Linked DNA regions of Sus scrofa: region 1 is linked to region 2. Evidence: chromatin contacts called from public promoter capture Hi-C data. All regions are on one chromosome and are shown on one strand. The core of a region is the stretch at or near the end of the contact, and the rest is flanking DNA. Distances in the headings are between cores, read along the strand shown. Region 1 holds the start of PYCR2 (pyrroline-5-carboxylate reductase 2). Region 2 holds the start of SRP9 (signal recognition particle 9 kDa protein).

Region 1 (2,854 bases), core at 266-2,765, 130 kb before region 2:
TGGTTAAATTAGTACAGTACATCCCTATAATGTAACAAAATACATTATTACATTATAATACTGTCATATAATAAAACACTAAAATCTTGTTTTATTTTTTATTTTTTGGCCAAGCCCGAGGCATGAAGAGGTTCCTGGGCCAGGGATCAAACCTGAGCCACCAGCTGTAACCATGACAACACCAGATCCTTAATCTGCTGAGCCTGGAGGGACCTATACTAAAATCTTGCTTTAAATAACTTTTCAGTGACACTGGAAAATATTTGTGTATCTAGTGAAGAATTTTCAAAACCATAGGTATATCATTCATTTCCAACGATGGAAAAGTATGTATGCATAGAAAATAATATGTAAGGAAATAACATCGAAAATATCTGCAAGAAATTATCCTTAGGAAGTATGACCGTGGGTGATTTTGAATTTCTTTTTATATTTTCCAAATTTTTCTCCATATGCATGTATTAACTTCTGTAATCAGAGAAAGTTATAAAAAATTTAATTTTGCTTAATTCTAAATATTTAGTACTCTTTTTTTTGGTCTTTTGAGGGCCGCACCTGTGGCACATGGAGGTTCCCAGGCTAGGGGTTGAATCAGAGCTGTAGCTGCCAGCCTACACCACAGCCACAGCAACACCAGATCCTTAACCCACTGAGCGACGCCAGAGATTGAACCCACAAAGTCATGGTTACTAGTCGGGTTCGTTAACCACTGAGCCACGAGGGGGAACTCCAGTACTCACTTTTAAGGGTGCAGAAACTCAAGAACTAGGGACTTGTCCAGGAATGTGATCAACTAGAGAAAAATTGCAGAAAATAGCCCACTGCTGGGGGTATGGGTGTGGATTACAGGGAAAGAACTGTAGAAAAACTGATAGGCTCTGACCTACTAATGGCCTCTCTGGCTCTTCTGACTCTGTAAGACGCCACCTCCTTCCTCTCTTTTTTTGTCACCTGATCCCTTAATACTTATATTTACTACTGATGAAAAGTAAACATCACATTTGTGGAACTTTTGAAAGTAGCGGAGATTGAGGGGTACTTTAGTCAGGTCCTAAGGAGCGCATCATTTTCTGCGCAGAAGAACTGATCCTATCTGCAGTCTAGTTAAAACCAATAGCTTGAACCACGCAAATTCAAGTGAAAAACCGCGGCGGCCCCCAGGCCAGCTCCAAGCCAGATAATCCCCCGGCGCACAGAGGAGCCTGGCTTGGAGCCCTCAGGTCTCCACGCTCCACATTCATCCCCTCAAATCAGCAACCTGGAGAATTCCTCTTGCGCATTGGGGGCAGCTGACGGCCAGCACCAGGTATAACTAGACAGACCTCCGCCTGGCTTCAGCCTCGAGCCAGGGGCGGGTCCCGAAAGCCCTGGGGTGGGGGCCAGGCCCAGGCCAGCTGAGATCTCGGCTTCGCGCGCAGGGTCCTAGGTTCCGCCTGACATTCCCGTGAGCAGGAGGCGGGCATAAGGTTCCGTCCCGGCTTGCGGATTGGCCGCTCCGGCGGGGCGTGGCCACGTGGGGCCCTGCGGCGCGGTCCCAGAATGAGGGAGTGAGGAGTCGGCTGGGGGACTCGTCCCGGAAGTTGCCGCCTACCCCCAGAATCCGGCTCCGGGGCGCGTCGCCCGCTCAGTTCTCCGCTTTTCGCCTTTCCTCGCTGCGCGGACTCCCCAGGCTGCTCGGCAGACGCGGAGCGAACCATGAGCGTGGGCTTCATCGGCGCCGGCCAGCTGGCCTGCGCCCTGGCGCGGGGCTTCACGGCTGCAGGTGAGCGTGTGGAGGCGGCCGCGCGGGCGGTTCGTAGCTTAGGCGGTGAACGTGAATGATTGAAGAAAGGGGAATTTGCATCTGCTGGGGAAGAAGAGACTCCTCTTAAGCCTGCAAAAGCGATTGAGAGGAGGAGAACGCCAGCAACCGTCTCCACAACGGAGTGTTGTAGGTTTTGATTCTGCTTTCCCAGGGAACGCATGGGAACGGGATAGACCGGGACCCTCAGTTAAAAAGCCTTACCTTCTGCAGGCATCCTGTCGGCTCACAAGATAATAGCCAGCTCCCCGGAAATGGACCTGCCCACGGTGGCCGCGCTCAGGGTAGGTGGGGCAGAAGGATGTTGGAAAGAGGGTGGAGGCCCAGGGCAAGGATGGCCTCATGAGCTGAGACTCTGTGCTGGTCCACGGCCGCGCACTGAGCTTCCCTCTGGGAGCATGACAAATTTCCGTCTTCCTTGGGGCAGTTCAGGGTGGTGGGAGCCGCAGACACAGACTTGGGTTCAAATTCAGACACTGGGGTTGTGAGAAGGTTAATTCAGGTTTTAATGTGTGGAAAGTACCTGACACCTAGTAGGTACCCAATAAAATACTCACTTTCCTTCATCAAGTGGCCTTAAGCTACTTGGCTACTCTGGGCCTCAGTTTCCTCATTTATAAATGGAGACCACAGCAGCCACTTGCTGAGCTATTCTGAGGCATAAGTGAGCCTGTTGGGAAAGAACCTGGCAAATTAGTCGTTCCTTTCTCTAAAAAAAGAACATCCTGGAATTCCCATTGTGGCTCAGCCGTTTACTGTGTTGGCATAGTATCCATGAGGATGTGGATTTGATCCCTGGCCTCGCTCAGTGGGTTAAGGGTCTGGTGTTGCTGTGAGCTGTGGTGTAGGTTGCAGATGCAGCTTGGATCCCTTGTGGCTGTGGCGTAGGCCAGCAGCTGCAGCTCCGATTCTACCTCCAGCCTGGGAGCCTCCATATGCTGCACCTGTGACCTTAAAAAGAAGAAGAAGAAAAAAAGAGCATCCCAAGTCTTCACCCCAAATCTGGGCGGTGTGGGAGAGAATGTGTAATGGGGGACAGGCAGTGTCTGTGCC
Region 2 (2,856 bases), core at 175-2,674:
TACTAGGCTTTATTCTCAGCAATGCTCTGTAATTACCATTTGATTTTCATTTTCCCTGCCATTATGACCACATTCTTAAAATGATTCCTCTCGATGTGAATTTGTATGTTCTTTACTATCTTTTCAAATATTTTCAGTTTACACTGGGTACTTCTGGACAAAAATCTTGTACTGTCCTCATGGTACACTGCTTGAACAAAGAAACAAACGGCCCTATGAGCAAAGGAAATCAACCAAATGGAGGAACTAGAAATTGTGTCATAAACAAAGTACTCAATTTCAATAATATCTAACTCATTTCATCATTTATTATTACATCATTTTATTGCAAAGAATGGAACTAAGAATGTTTTATAGCACCTGTTACTTACCTAGGTCTAAAAAGCAAACAAGATTTTTAATTGAGGAGCGGCTTCAACTAGCATTTAGATGATAATAAAACTCAACAGGAAGAAAAATCAGGACCCAAATGCTAAACTGTCCGTCTTGTGACTTCTTTGCTCTTTAATAATAAGCAAACCTCTGGGATCCGCTTACTTTTTGGTGGGGGCCATGAATTACAGGGATCCTTGAACCTCCCAGTTATTTACAAACATTTACGTATAAGTGCACTTTTCTGAGGAAAGCGTGCAAGCATTCTCATGTTCTCACGAGGGCACTGACTTCCAAAAAATTTAGAGCCACTTAAAAAAAAATTTATTACAGTTGATTTACAATATTCTGTCAATTTCTGCTGTACAGCAAAGTGACCTACAGCCGCCTTTCTAAGGGCTATAGACACCTCCAAATTGAGGTCTTTCAACAACTTCTCTGCTGTCGCAGAAAAACATCACCGTTTTTTCTTATACGAGGTGATACCGGAAAAGGGCACTAAGACACTAAGGGACAGAAGGTTGAACCAGTAGGGGGAGGAGCCCCGCCCTTAGAGACACGTAAACCCGCGACCATCGAGGTTAAGTTCAGGGATTTCGGGCGGCGTCTTCCTAAAAGCCCTGAAATGACCCCTGATTTTGCCGGTTTCCGGGCTTCCTGGGGGCGTTAATAAGGGAGGAGACGGAAGAAACAATCACACTTGGCGGGGTCCGTCTCTCCTCACTCTCAGCACCTCCTAAGTAGCTGGAGAAGCTCCGGAGGCCGAGCGGCGGGGAAAAAAGCCATCCTGACCCAGAGACAGATGCACAGACCCCGCCAGCGATTTACCTTCATGGGGTCAGCGAGGTAGAGTTTCTCGGCCGCGCGGCTGAACTCCTCCCAAGTCTGGTACTGCGGCATCGTGGGTCCGCGGGGGCACAGTTGACACGCACCGCTGAAGACCCGAGGCGCGGCTATACTCCGTGGCCCACCTACCTCCCTGCCTCCCGCAGCCACTCACCGAGGCAGGGGCCCAACCGCTCAAAGATGGTGGCCCCTCCTCGCACCAACGCCTCGCTCCATTGGGCGGTCCGGACTGCCCTCGCCCAATGGGAAGGAGGGATATTGCCCAGGAGGAGGCGGAGCCCCGAGCATACGGCTCTGAGAGCTGGCCCCGAGGAGTTGAGAGCAGAGCGATGACGGAGGCCACCACAGCGCCCTCTATAGGACTGGAGGAGCAGTGGGAGGGTCTGTCCCGCAGTCTTTTGGGCTGACCAGCTCTTCTAAAGCCCAGGTTCCTTCTGCAAAGATTGAGCGGCTCAGTGAAAAGCGCTGGAGCTGCAAAAACGAAGATGATAGGGTGCAGCTGTCACACCTACAGCTTAGTAAAAGGGAAATGAGACATAAGCACAAGAATGCAGCCAAAGACTTTATATGATAGACATTTGTTTCGGGACATCGGAACACAAAGGAAGGATGATCACGTGTGGGTGGAGGGATCGCTAATGATGTTGGTGCAGGCTGAATCTTGATAAACATGGTGGATGTTCTATAACAGGTAGTCCAGGCCGGCCAAGACATCTAGGCCCGTTTGAGGTTTGTAGAGTATTTAATGTGAGGAGTGTTTGCGGGGTGGGGGAAGGGAAGAATCAATGGAAGGAATCATGTCGTCACTTAAGCCAGGAGAAGAAATTTGAACTCTGTTCTCTAAGTAATGGAGTGATCAGAAGGGTGTTTTTCCTTAATCAAGTTTATTGAAGTATATTTTATGTAATAAAACATACTAATTTTAAGCATATAGGCTGATGCATTTTTGAAAAATATATTTATATATTCCCATTGGGTATATGCCTATATGTCATAATCAAGATACAGAACATCTCTTCATCTCCAGAAAGCTCCCTTATGCTTCTTTATATTCAATCCCACCACCCTCACAGCTGCCCCCACTCACTGATCTGCTTTCTGCTACCATAGATTAGTTTTCCTGTCCATGGAAGGGCTTTAAGCAGATTTGCATTTTATCCGGCTCTGGCTGCACACAAAGACTGAGGTGAAGTGGTGCAAGCCTGGAGGCAAGGAGACCTCCTAAGATGCTCATGCAATAATATAGGCAAAAAGAGGAGGAGTTCCCAGTGTGGCTCAGTGGAAATCTGACTAACATCCATTAGGACACAGCTTCAATTCCTGGCCTTGTTCAGTGGGTTAAGGATCTGGCATTGCCATGAGCTGTGGTGTAGGCCAGCAGCTACAGGAACCTCCATATGCCATGGGTGTGTCCCTAAAAAGAAATAATAATAATAATAATACAGACTTAAGAGCTGTGGATCTGAATTAAGGCACTAGTTTAGGAATGGAGAAGAGGATGCCATTTTGAGATTTATGTCATGAATGATGTGGGGTACACAGGTGAGGAAAGAGTAGAATGCCTCTCAGGCCAGGGAAGGTGGGGAGGCCATTGACTGATACAGGGGAAAAGGAAGAACAGGTTTGGGGAGATTGGGG

What was found. Promoter capture Hi-C pulls out the DNA fragments that hold promoters and counts their contacts.
Region 1: a promoter capture Hi-C map of fetal liver shows a contact between it and region 2, with 2.4 times the contacts expected there. The contact joins the promoter of PYCR2 here to the promoter of SRP9 in region 2. A contact is called at or near these places in 2 of 5 promoter capture datasets (fetal liver and liver), 3 of 47 Hi-C or Micro-C datasets (embryonic fibroblasts, epiblast stem cells and fetal skeletal muscle) and 1 of 2 datasets of contacts at active chromatin or transcription factors (skeletal muscle).

Annotation. Positions count from the first base shown.
Region 1 is chr10:13,844,561-13,847,414 of Sscrofa11.1, reverse strand. It overlaps PYCR2 (pyrroline-5-carboxylate reductase 2), which reads left to right and starts at 1,515. Exons shown (of 7, transcript XM_021064411.1): 1 at 1,515-1,762; 2 at 1,956-2,085. The coding sequence starts at 2,056.
Region 2 is chr10:13,710,106-13,712,961 of Sscrofa11.1, reverse strand. It overlaps SRP9 (signal recognition particle 9 kDa protein), which reads right to left and starts at 1,424. Exons shown (of 3, transcript XM_003130540.6): 1 at 1,201-1,424. The coding sequence starts at 1,272.